Linked DNA regions of Drosophila melanogaster: region 1 is linked to region 2. The links are chromatin contacts, called in public Hi-C maps. All regions are on one chromosome and are shown on one strand. Each heading gives the region's core, a stretch centred on a gene start, on an enhancer-like site or on the middle of the called end of the contact. The rest is flanking DNA. Distances are from core to core; before and after follow the strand shown. Region 1 holds the start of lace (lace,). Region 2 holds the start of DCTN5-p25 (Dynactin 5, p25 subunit).

Region 1 (4,694 bases), core at 490-2,989, 490 kb before region 2:
GAGACTTGCACGCGCTAACATTATTTTCGTGTGATTAAAAATTTGAAAAGGTCTTTAGTTGCCATTAAATCAAGCTGAATGATTTCAATAAGTTGTCGCCATGGTACGGAACTATTTCATTAAATAAATTTTATGTAAACCATTGTATTACTTTCCGAAAAAAAGAAATACAAAGCTACCAATAATGAAATCTTTAGGTACTTAAAAGAAAACTAACAATTGCTCACTCCCCAAAGATCGAATTGTATCGGAATTACCCAATGAATGTAATGTTATAATATGTTTATCTTATCTTTTTAAAAAGTTATGAATAATAAAAAATATGATAATCGGTTAAGTATACCCGCCAACAGTTATTCTTTGGCAGCCCAGACGCAGGGAGAGTCCATGAATTTTAAAACAAAACTCTTATCACCGACAAATCAACGCCCACCCAAAACCGCTGCCTTCGGAGATTGCGGAGCATTGTGATTCACCAGCGAATCGCATTCTGCGAGGCTTTACGTAAAAGACTGGTGGAATGGGCCTGATAAGGCGAGCCGGGCATGGCGTGGCATGACAATATTATGACCAGACCAGCATTGTGCCGCTCTCCCCACACACATTGTGCACCCAAACTACGTACTTATGTGTGTGTTTGCTTTGGGGTCGTACTCCAGTCACTAGGAAAATTTCGAATGAGTGCAGGAGTGCCGAAGAAGAGACAATGGCTAGATTAGAGAGTGCATGTGGTAAAATGGACTAGCGTACCAAACAGTTTAACGCACATCTAAAATAGGTATTATGAAATTTCTGAAATCTAAGTTACTTTAACATGCTGATGTTCTTATCTTAGGGCTTAGTCAATTGTAAGATAGCTATCTCAGAGGAATGTATAGACTACTTAAAATTATAATAATGAAAGTGAAATAATATTGCCCAATACTTTAATTTCCAACACTACAAATTGCCTTTCATGATCACAATTTATGAAATAACTCTCTGATCGTATATGATGATAGGATATTTCCGCAGAGTTCTAATAGTTTCTATCATCCGGAAGTAGCCAAAATACGCCAAATGGTCAGCACTCGCGGCGAAAAGGAAAACACGCGAGGAAAACACTGCAGTGGAGGGAAAACAGCTGTGGCTGCCCGATGACCCAGAAGCGGGAAAAGCGGAGGAAAATCGCCAAAAAGGGCAGCAAAAATTGGGCCGAAATTCTCCAGCTGACGCACGCCTTCACTCTCACTCTCTCTCCCTCTCTCTTATGCGCGCTCCCTCGCTCTCACACAAAATCAATAATTCGCCGGCTGGAAGAGCGAGCGAGAGGGTGAATGGAACCAGCTATGGAACCACATTTTTGGCCAATTTTTATGGCCTTTTAGCTCGTTATTTTCGTTTCGTCCAAGTGTTTAACTCGCGTTTCACCCCGCACACTGAGCGAAAATGCCTGGCTCACCTGGGCGTCGTTTGCGGGCTTCGGCTGGCAGCGTCGCGTGCGAATTTCAGTGTACGCGGGTGCCGAGAACTTCCGGAGAAGTTCCTGTTTTTCCGGGGCACTGAGATCTGCCGCCCCATTGCCATTCGGCACCTTTCCGTTTCCGTTGGTCGTCGCATAGCTCTGCTCGAAAACCGTTCCAGAATCGCCGTCGAAATTGCCCATTATTCCGTTGCCGATTTCCGATTACTCAGCGGACAAAAAATTACGGAGAGATCGATGCGTTTTGCTTAAATAGGTTTCTTTCTAATTGGAATGGTGTGGCCAGTTACTCGGCCAGCTGTTATACTGAAAACTGCGCGCCTTCGGTATTTTAAGGTACTTATCGTATTTTCACATATAATTTAAAAGGCCACATTTTGTGGAATAACGCTTCCGGTTGTGTTCTCTGCTTTTAGTACTGCCAGCTCCTAGCGAATACCTCCACCATGCAAGCAGTTCAAGCCACAGTGCTGTTTAGTATACTTTCTGAGCGCCAGATGTCGCAAAAGAGAAGTAGATTTTTGTATTAATTAGATTTTCAAAGAAATTTATTTAAACTAAAATGGTTTCTATTTTAGTCACATAGGGGTTCAACTTAAATTATTTGACAGCAATTTAATGAAAATATATAAATTTATATATGATACGAGGGTTCAACAATGTATCATTTAAGTGGGAGATAAGCTAAAAAAAATAATGTTTTATATTCCATTACATATTAGAAACCACAAGTTTTCAGACTTAACACGTCAAGCATTTTCCCCTTGAGCATTAAAATCGGTCCAAAACTTACGCAAAGAAAAATTCCGCCTCGCCGGCAATAATAAATTAGATTAAAATGCACAAAGAAAAGGAGGAAAACAGAATTTCAGGCAACAGATATTCAGATAAAAGTGCGTAAAGCGGCAATTGTAGTAAAATTCATGAGCTGCGAAGTGCGTTGACTCTTTGCCGCAAGGAGACACGTCTCGGGCAGTGGATTTCGCCTCATAAATAGATCATCTCCATACCGCAGGCTTTTGTTTTTCTTCACATTTTATTGCGGAAGAATTTCGACTATTTTGTAAATTAATCTGCTGTGGCCGGCCGATGACACTTTTCAAGGATTTTCAGAGCCCATTTCAAAATCAAAACATTGAACTCGCATTTCAGTTTCGTTTTCAGTATGCGCCGCATCCCAACTGTGGGTAAACAACATGAAAACGACGCTAAGGCTTCTAATTGAGTTGGAAGCTTTTGTGGCAGATGTAGCCTCTGCAAAATGCCAACACGTTCCCCGGCAAAAGCTGCACCGATCGCTACATCGATATGCAAATGATTGCCAAATTGTCGTAGCCGGAGATGCCAAAAATTTGAAACCCAATCTGAGTCCAAGTCACCAAAGTGGGTGCTACTGTCAGGGCTGAAGCCCTTTGAGCCGCAGGCCCAGAAAGCGGGTCACGTCGGGTTTTCATCCAGCGATTGCCGATCGACGCCAGCGGCACCCTGAAGGCAAAAGTTTCCGCCGATGCCAGAGGGAAAATCACATACCCTTTTCGAGAAGGTTTCATTTATTTCTCAAAGCACTTAATCAAGGATGAGGATATTCTAAAATATAGCATATATTATTACTTGGTCTATTTTAGTAACATGTAAATATTGTATAATAAATTAAATAGGATTTTTATATTCCACTTGACAATCTCATGACATTGAAAGTATATAATGTAAAGTTGAAAATTTCATGAATTTGTTGACTTCGATCATTATTACTTATTTCTATATTTTGCACTTCTATGCCAAGTTAATCCCTAAAACGGAGAAAAATGCATTGTATCTCAAAGCTAGCCAATTTCTGTCAAAGATTCTTAATGCTTATCTCGATGATCTGATGGTGCAAATCGCTTTTGAATGCCACAAACCGTGTTTCTGTCTGCAATTTCGGTCCGCTAACTGCGATTTCGGTTGTCTGTGTATTTTTGGTGTTGCTGCTAGTTGTCGATTGCCGGTTGTTGTTGGTTGCATGTTGGCGGTTTTGCACTTTGGCTGGTTCGCTTATCGAGTGCGGAGTTCAAGTACAATGGCAGTTGAGTCGTTTTTCGGTCCTGACAAATATTTGGCAATTGTGTAATCAAATTACCGGATCAAATCTGACTTGCCGCCTTTGCTGGGAAATTCACCAGCAAAATGGTATCATATTGCTAATTAGTCACCAACGTAAATGAAGTGACTTGTAATTTAAAATTTTCTGTATACCATTTCTACCAAACAATATTTAGTAGTAAGATTAATAATTAAGACCGAAATCTCTGCGAACTTATGAGCACTAATCCAGATATAAATATCCTTGGCAAGCCCTTAGTAATAACTTGTTGTGGCCCCTTTGTATACAATTAGTTATAGTATTCGCTCTCGTTCCATCAGCAGCATACTTGTAGCTCTTGGCCCGCTTTGCATAATTACGACTTGGCTGGCTTAATAAACAAGAAAAGTTCACAATTTCCATCGGGCGACGCAGGCGTTGCTCTAACAAGCATAAAAAACGCATTTGCATTTCCACATGCATTTGTGCGTGCGTGGGTGTTGCAGTTGCCGTTGTTGCTGCTGCCGCAGCCGATGAATCACGCGTGATATTTCGCAGTTGCAGTCTGTGAACTATTGTCTACCTCTGCTGCCGTATTATACTCTTATTTATCTGCCCCAACCCGAAGTACTCCCCCCGGGCCAATAAAATGGACTTTGTACTCCGCCAACGGGTTGACATTTTCATTATGGAAACTCTTTTATTTTTCCTTATTGTGTGGACATGTTTTCTCGCTCTGCCTCCGTTGCCACCGGCGTCGAATGGAAACACTTTTAAAAAAAATAAAATTACTTTTGTATTCTCTTCGATACGAAATGAATGAATTGAAACTATTAACAAGAAGACCTACAAACTATAAAATAGATAAAAATGTCAAATATAAAACATATAAACATGTTGTCTGAATTAAATATTCTTCTAACGAAATAATTTTGTTTTCAGTGTTTGGTGCGAGGGTTAAGGGGCGTGGTCACCTATGGCAGTCACTCAAGCGATTTTCAATGCGTTGACAGTTCAGGTTGTCAATCGTTTTGTGTTGTCCAGTGTAGGTGTTACAATTGTTGACTTGACTGTGCCTTGCGATTAAGCTGTGAGGTGCAATTGAAGGCATTTCAATTGTTGACTGTCAAGACCCCAAAACATTAGCATAGGCTCAACAAATTGTTTACG
Region 2 (4,699 bases), core at 577-3,076:
ATTCCTACCATTATTTATATAAATAGTTTTTTTTTTTTTATTTGAAAAACCAAATGTACTGTTCTTTTTAAAACTCCACTCTTCGTTTAGTATATTTTTAAGTGTTTAGTATTTTTTTAAGTGTACTTAAGCGGCTAAGCAACGGTCACTTTGAGAAATAGAAAACAAAAAGTTGAGCTGTTTAAATTCCGGCTTATTATTAATATATTACCACAAAATGGGGGACTACGATTCCGATGATGAAAAATCACAGGTGGAGAAGCTGCGCCACGCCAAAGTGCCGCGCGGAATGTTCGTGAGCGGCTGGGACGACGATGCCGACGAACTGATCGAAGAGGACAAGAACCCACAAAGTAAGTAGAATACATTTTAGAGAAATAGTTTAATTAAACATCATCATAGGCAGCATTGAACGCATGATTCTGTGGGCGGTGAACGAGAACCGCATCAGCGAGGTGCGGGAAATCCTAAAACTGGACGCAGACACCGTGAACGCCAAGGATAACGACGGATACACGCCGCTGCACCGAGCTGCCTATAATAACTTTGTGGATATGGCCAAGTTGCTGCTGCAGTACCATGCCAATCCCAACGCCCGCACGGAGCTGGGATGGACGCCATTGCACTCCGCCTGCAAGTGGAACAATGCGGATTGCGCCCATTTGCTGCTGCAGTTTGGCGCCGATGTAAATGCGGAATCGGACGGCAAGCAGACGCCGCTTCACATAACCGCCACTGTGTCCAATTGTCGGAATACGGCCACGGTCCTTCTGCTGGACCGATACATCCAGCCGCGCAAGGAGAACAACTCCGAGGAACTGGCCTCGGTGATTGCCCGTCGTACTGGCATGAGTTTTCCCATTTTCGAGTCCGGCGAGGAAGCCTACGACTGCGAAACGGGACTGATAGATTAATCACTTAATAGTCAAACTATGCGCATACTTATAGAATAACTAATATAATATGTTTATTTCATAAATAATGTTTTCTGTCGATGGAATTGGTAGACACCACGATTTTCAGCTGGCTGGCGCTGGAGCCCTCACGAAATGCTCGTAGAATGACTTAGTGTAGTTGATCATCTCGTCCTGCATGGCGGCGGGCACAAAATACGGATTGCCCTGGCCACCCTCGATGGTTCCCCTCGCCGTGTAACGCATGTAGCTGGACACGGTAGTTTCTGGCGGCAGGACAGCCCCATCCTCAATTACACAGCAGTCTTTCAAAACACAGCGACGGCCCTGAAAGATGGTAAAAGTAAATGGATTACAAGGGTATAACAATAAGTAATAGCTTACTATGATGGCATTCTTGCCGATGTACACATAGGATCCAATGGTGGCCGCCGAGACGACTGCTCCTTCGCCAACGAAAACATGCTCACCGACGTGCATGGGAAAGAAGGCGATTCCCTTGCTGAATTGTTTGTACGGCGGTCGGATGACGGAGTTCTTGCCAATCACACAATATCTTCCCGTCCGGACATTGGCCAGATCGCCGCGAATGATGGCGCCGCTCTGTACGATCACCTTGCCGTTCAAAATAATGTTTTGGGAACCACAGAGCACCGTGTGGCGACTAACTTTGTTACCCGAAGCCTGTAAACAATCAGTTTTTTGGTCATGATGAGGTCATCTCTTAGTGCTTAAATGGAATCCCAAAGCGGAAGTCAGTGCGAATACTTGCCGTCTCTACGTATTCATCTTTGCTGTAGTAGGTATCCGGAATTTCCATGATTAATCAGCAGTTTTAAAAACTATTTTTAAGTAAAGTAAATAAAATAGTGAAACTGCACTTGCGAAAATATTTCGACCAGCTGATGTGTGTGGTCGCAGTGTATAGTTGGTAAAATACCAAATGTAACGCGTTAAGTCAAGACCTAAACCACATTAGCTTGGCGCCAAATTTGAATTCAAATTCGTTGCATTCCATTGATTTTCCATTGAAGAGCTTGGCATTACATCTAATTATTAATTAGACACACGCGAAGTTTTACAAATTACAAGCTGCCTTGGCGGGTGCATAGAAAACCCAGGTGTTTAACCCACTTTGACCCTGAACTTTTAGCCATAATTCTCAAATCACGATGCACATCTAGACAGCTGCTCTTCAGGCGCAAATCTGCTGGCAGAACGAAAAGAATGTGCATAATTGAACTCACACAGCTGTTGGCTGAAAGCGCAGTAAGCTCCGCCGCCTCCCATTGACGCACCGACCTTCCAAAACTTTTAACTTCCCGCTGTCCGACGCTCCAACGAAGTTCCAATTAATGCGCTCCTTAATAATCGCGAGACCCAGCCCATTGGCTTAACCTTCGCGGGGCACGCTCGAATGCCTCAAGCGGCGGCAGCTCTGGCAGCATTTTAATTTGTTTATGTTTTCATTACTATTTTCTTCGTTTGGCTCTCCACATTTTGCAGAAGTAAGCAAAGCTATGGATTTGCGGGCTTTTCCATATATGATTTAACTACGCTTAAAGAATGTCAATTAAACAATAAAGAAGACTATGTAAAGTTGAAAGGGTATACTAGATTCGTTAAATAATATGTAACAGGTAGAAGCAAGGGTTTCCGACTAAATAAAGTATATATATTCTTGATCAGGATCTGTCCGTTTGAACGTAGAGATCGCAGGAACTATAAAAGCTATTTGAGATAAAAGCTAGAAGGCTGAGTAAAGGGTATCTAATAGTCAGAGAACTCGACTCTCTTGTTTTTTTTTAATCATTTTCCATACATTCTTTAACAGATTTTACGAAAATATTAACTAAACATGGAGAAATAGTAACGAAATTTGTTAGCGCAGAAATCTTTTGTTATATTCAGACTTTTAAGAACAACTGCCTTTCTTAGCTACAATGAATTTCCCCACCCCACTTGACCTTCTTGGTTTGAACTATCTGAACTTTGCCATTATTGCTTTTCTATGCCAATTACTGCAAACAATTGTGCCAGTCTATTGAAGCTTTGAAGAATCCGCCAAAAGCAAAGAACACAAATCGTTTAACCTTCGGCGAGAAAAACCGCATCGGAATCTATTAATCTGTTTGGTGTTTGCACTTTTGAACTTAAGGTTAATAAACTTGAACTTGAATAATGTTTGGAAATTAATTGAGTTGTGCACACAAACAACTCTTCAATCGGTTGATCAAACAAATTATTCCAATTTGTTTCATTTCGGATTTAAAAATGGTGCCTATTGTTAAGTGTGATTTTCAGCAAGGCGAAACTGAGATGAATCGGTTATTAATTAAGTGTTTGATTAAATATACGAAGCAGCTTCAATCATTTCTCGATGCTGGTGATTAAAGCAAATCTAAACGATAAAGTGATTTAAGATATAGGGAGATATGAAATCCGAAATCAACCTAGGTACATACTTTTGTAACCTCAAGGTAATTTTCTGTAATATTTGTAACTTTCCCTGCCAGCAATTAGAAGTCCATGGCCGCGAAGGTCTTGACTTCGTCGTAGAACGTGTAGTCAAGTGTTTGCCTTACACTAGTCCAACAGCGATCGAATAAACTCTTCTGCCACATTTCGACCTTGGGCAGCCCACGAAGGAGGGCCGCGAGCTATGTGTGTGTATGTAAATATTTACAATAGCCAACTCATCCGCGACCTTGATAATTGGTTTCTGTTGTATCAAGTGGCTGTTGTTGGGAAAACTCATTATTAAATGGCCAGCTAATCAAGATCAAGAAACACGCACTCTGCCCTTCCCATCGCCACCAAAAAAAGACAATCGCTCACGATCGCATTGATCTTGATGGCTTTATGGCTATAAAATTTTTGAATTGTTTTCTCCGAGACAAAACCGGCGGCACTAGATCGCATAATTATTGAATGGAAATTACACTGAAACTAAAACAATGCCAGTGCTATCCAGTTAGATAGTCATGTCATGTTTAATTGAATAATTGCAAATGGCTTACATATATACATATGTGTATATATATATGTGATTTGGCCAAGAACAGGCGAGTTGTAATAATGCAATAATGAAGGTGAAACGACAAATGAAATTAATTGGAATTAGCAAAATTGTGAAAATACTTGTTGCATTCAATGCGCGCAAGGTAAGTTGGAGTGAAAGAGTCAGTCTGAGAATGTTGCATAATATTTTCACTTTTTTCCCCCAGCTGACCGACAAAAACAAAAAGAAAAAAAATTAAATCCCGCAAGTGAAACGAGTTTTTTGTTCAAGTCTTTTGTTTCGATCGATAACATGCATCTATTGACAACTCGCAGATAATTTCCTATGTTGGTGTGTATGCTGCACATGTGTAGTTGCATATATTCACTAAGTTTCAGATTGACAGAACAAAGGTGACTATCAGATTCTCGGAATGTGAGTAATTCAAGGATCTTTTGAGTATGCACTTTTCTGTCCATAAATGGCTACCCAATTTTGAGACTCCACCGAAAATTCTCTTAATAATTGATGTGACTAACATAATAACTAAGCACAACGAATTTCCATACTGTCCCATTTCACGCTAAAGTTGTTTTAAAGTTTCCTTCTTTAGAGACTCATATAGATATTTTATTGAAATTATAATAACATAGCTATTAAGTAAGTTTCATTTCTCAGAACGACTCCTTAAGTGTAAAGTTAAATTTTTAGAAAATGTGTTGCGTGATATATTATGGTTCTACCTTAGAACCCCATTAACCATATGCATTGGAGTGCCGCCTCC

The links. Hi-C and Micro-C count contacts between places; a contact is called where the count stands out from the background.
Region 1: a contact with region 2 is called in a Hi-C map of the Kc167 cell line, with 1.7 times the contacts expected there. The contact joins the promoter of lace here to the promoter of DCTN5-p25 in region 2. A contact is called at or near these places in 1 of 107 Hi-C or Micro-C datasets (the Kc167 cell line) and 1 of 6 datasets of contacts at active chromatin or transcription factors (the Kc167 cell line).

What each region holds. Positions count from the first base shown.
Region 1 is chr2L:15,496,172-15,500,865 of dm6, reverse strand. lace (lace,) reads right to left here and starts at 1,739. Exons shown (of 4, transcript NM_057266.5): 1 at 1,442-1,739. The coding sequence starts at 1,645.
Region 2 is chr2L:15,002,860-15,007,558 of dm6, reverse strand. It overlaps DCTN5-p25 (Dynactin 5, p25 subunit), which reads right to left and starts at 1,826. Exons shown (of 3, transcript NM_165097.4): 1 at 1,687-1,826; 2 at 1,299-1,598; 3 at 952-1,241. The coding sequence starts at 1,734. The coding sequence ends at 1,020. It overlaps Ankrd49, which reads left to right and starts at 128. Exons shown (of 2, transcript NM_135891.4): 1 at 128-353; 2 at 403-976. The coding sequence starts at 218. The coding sequence ends at 914.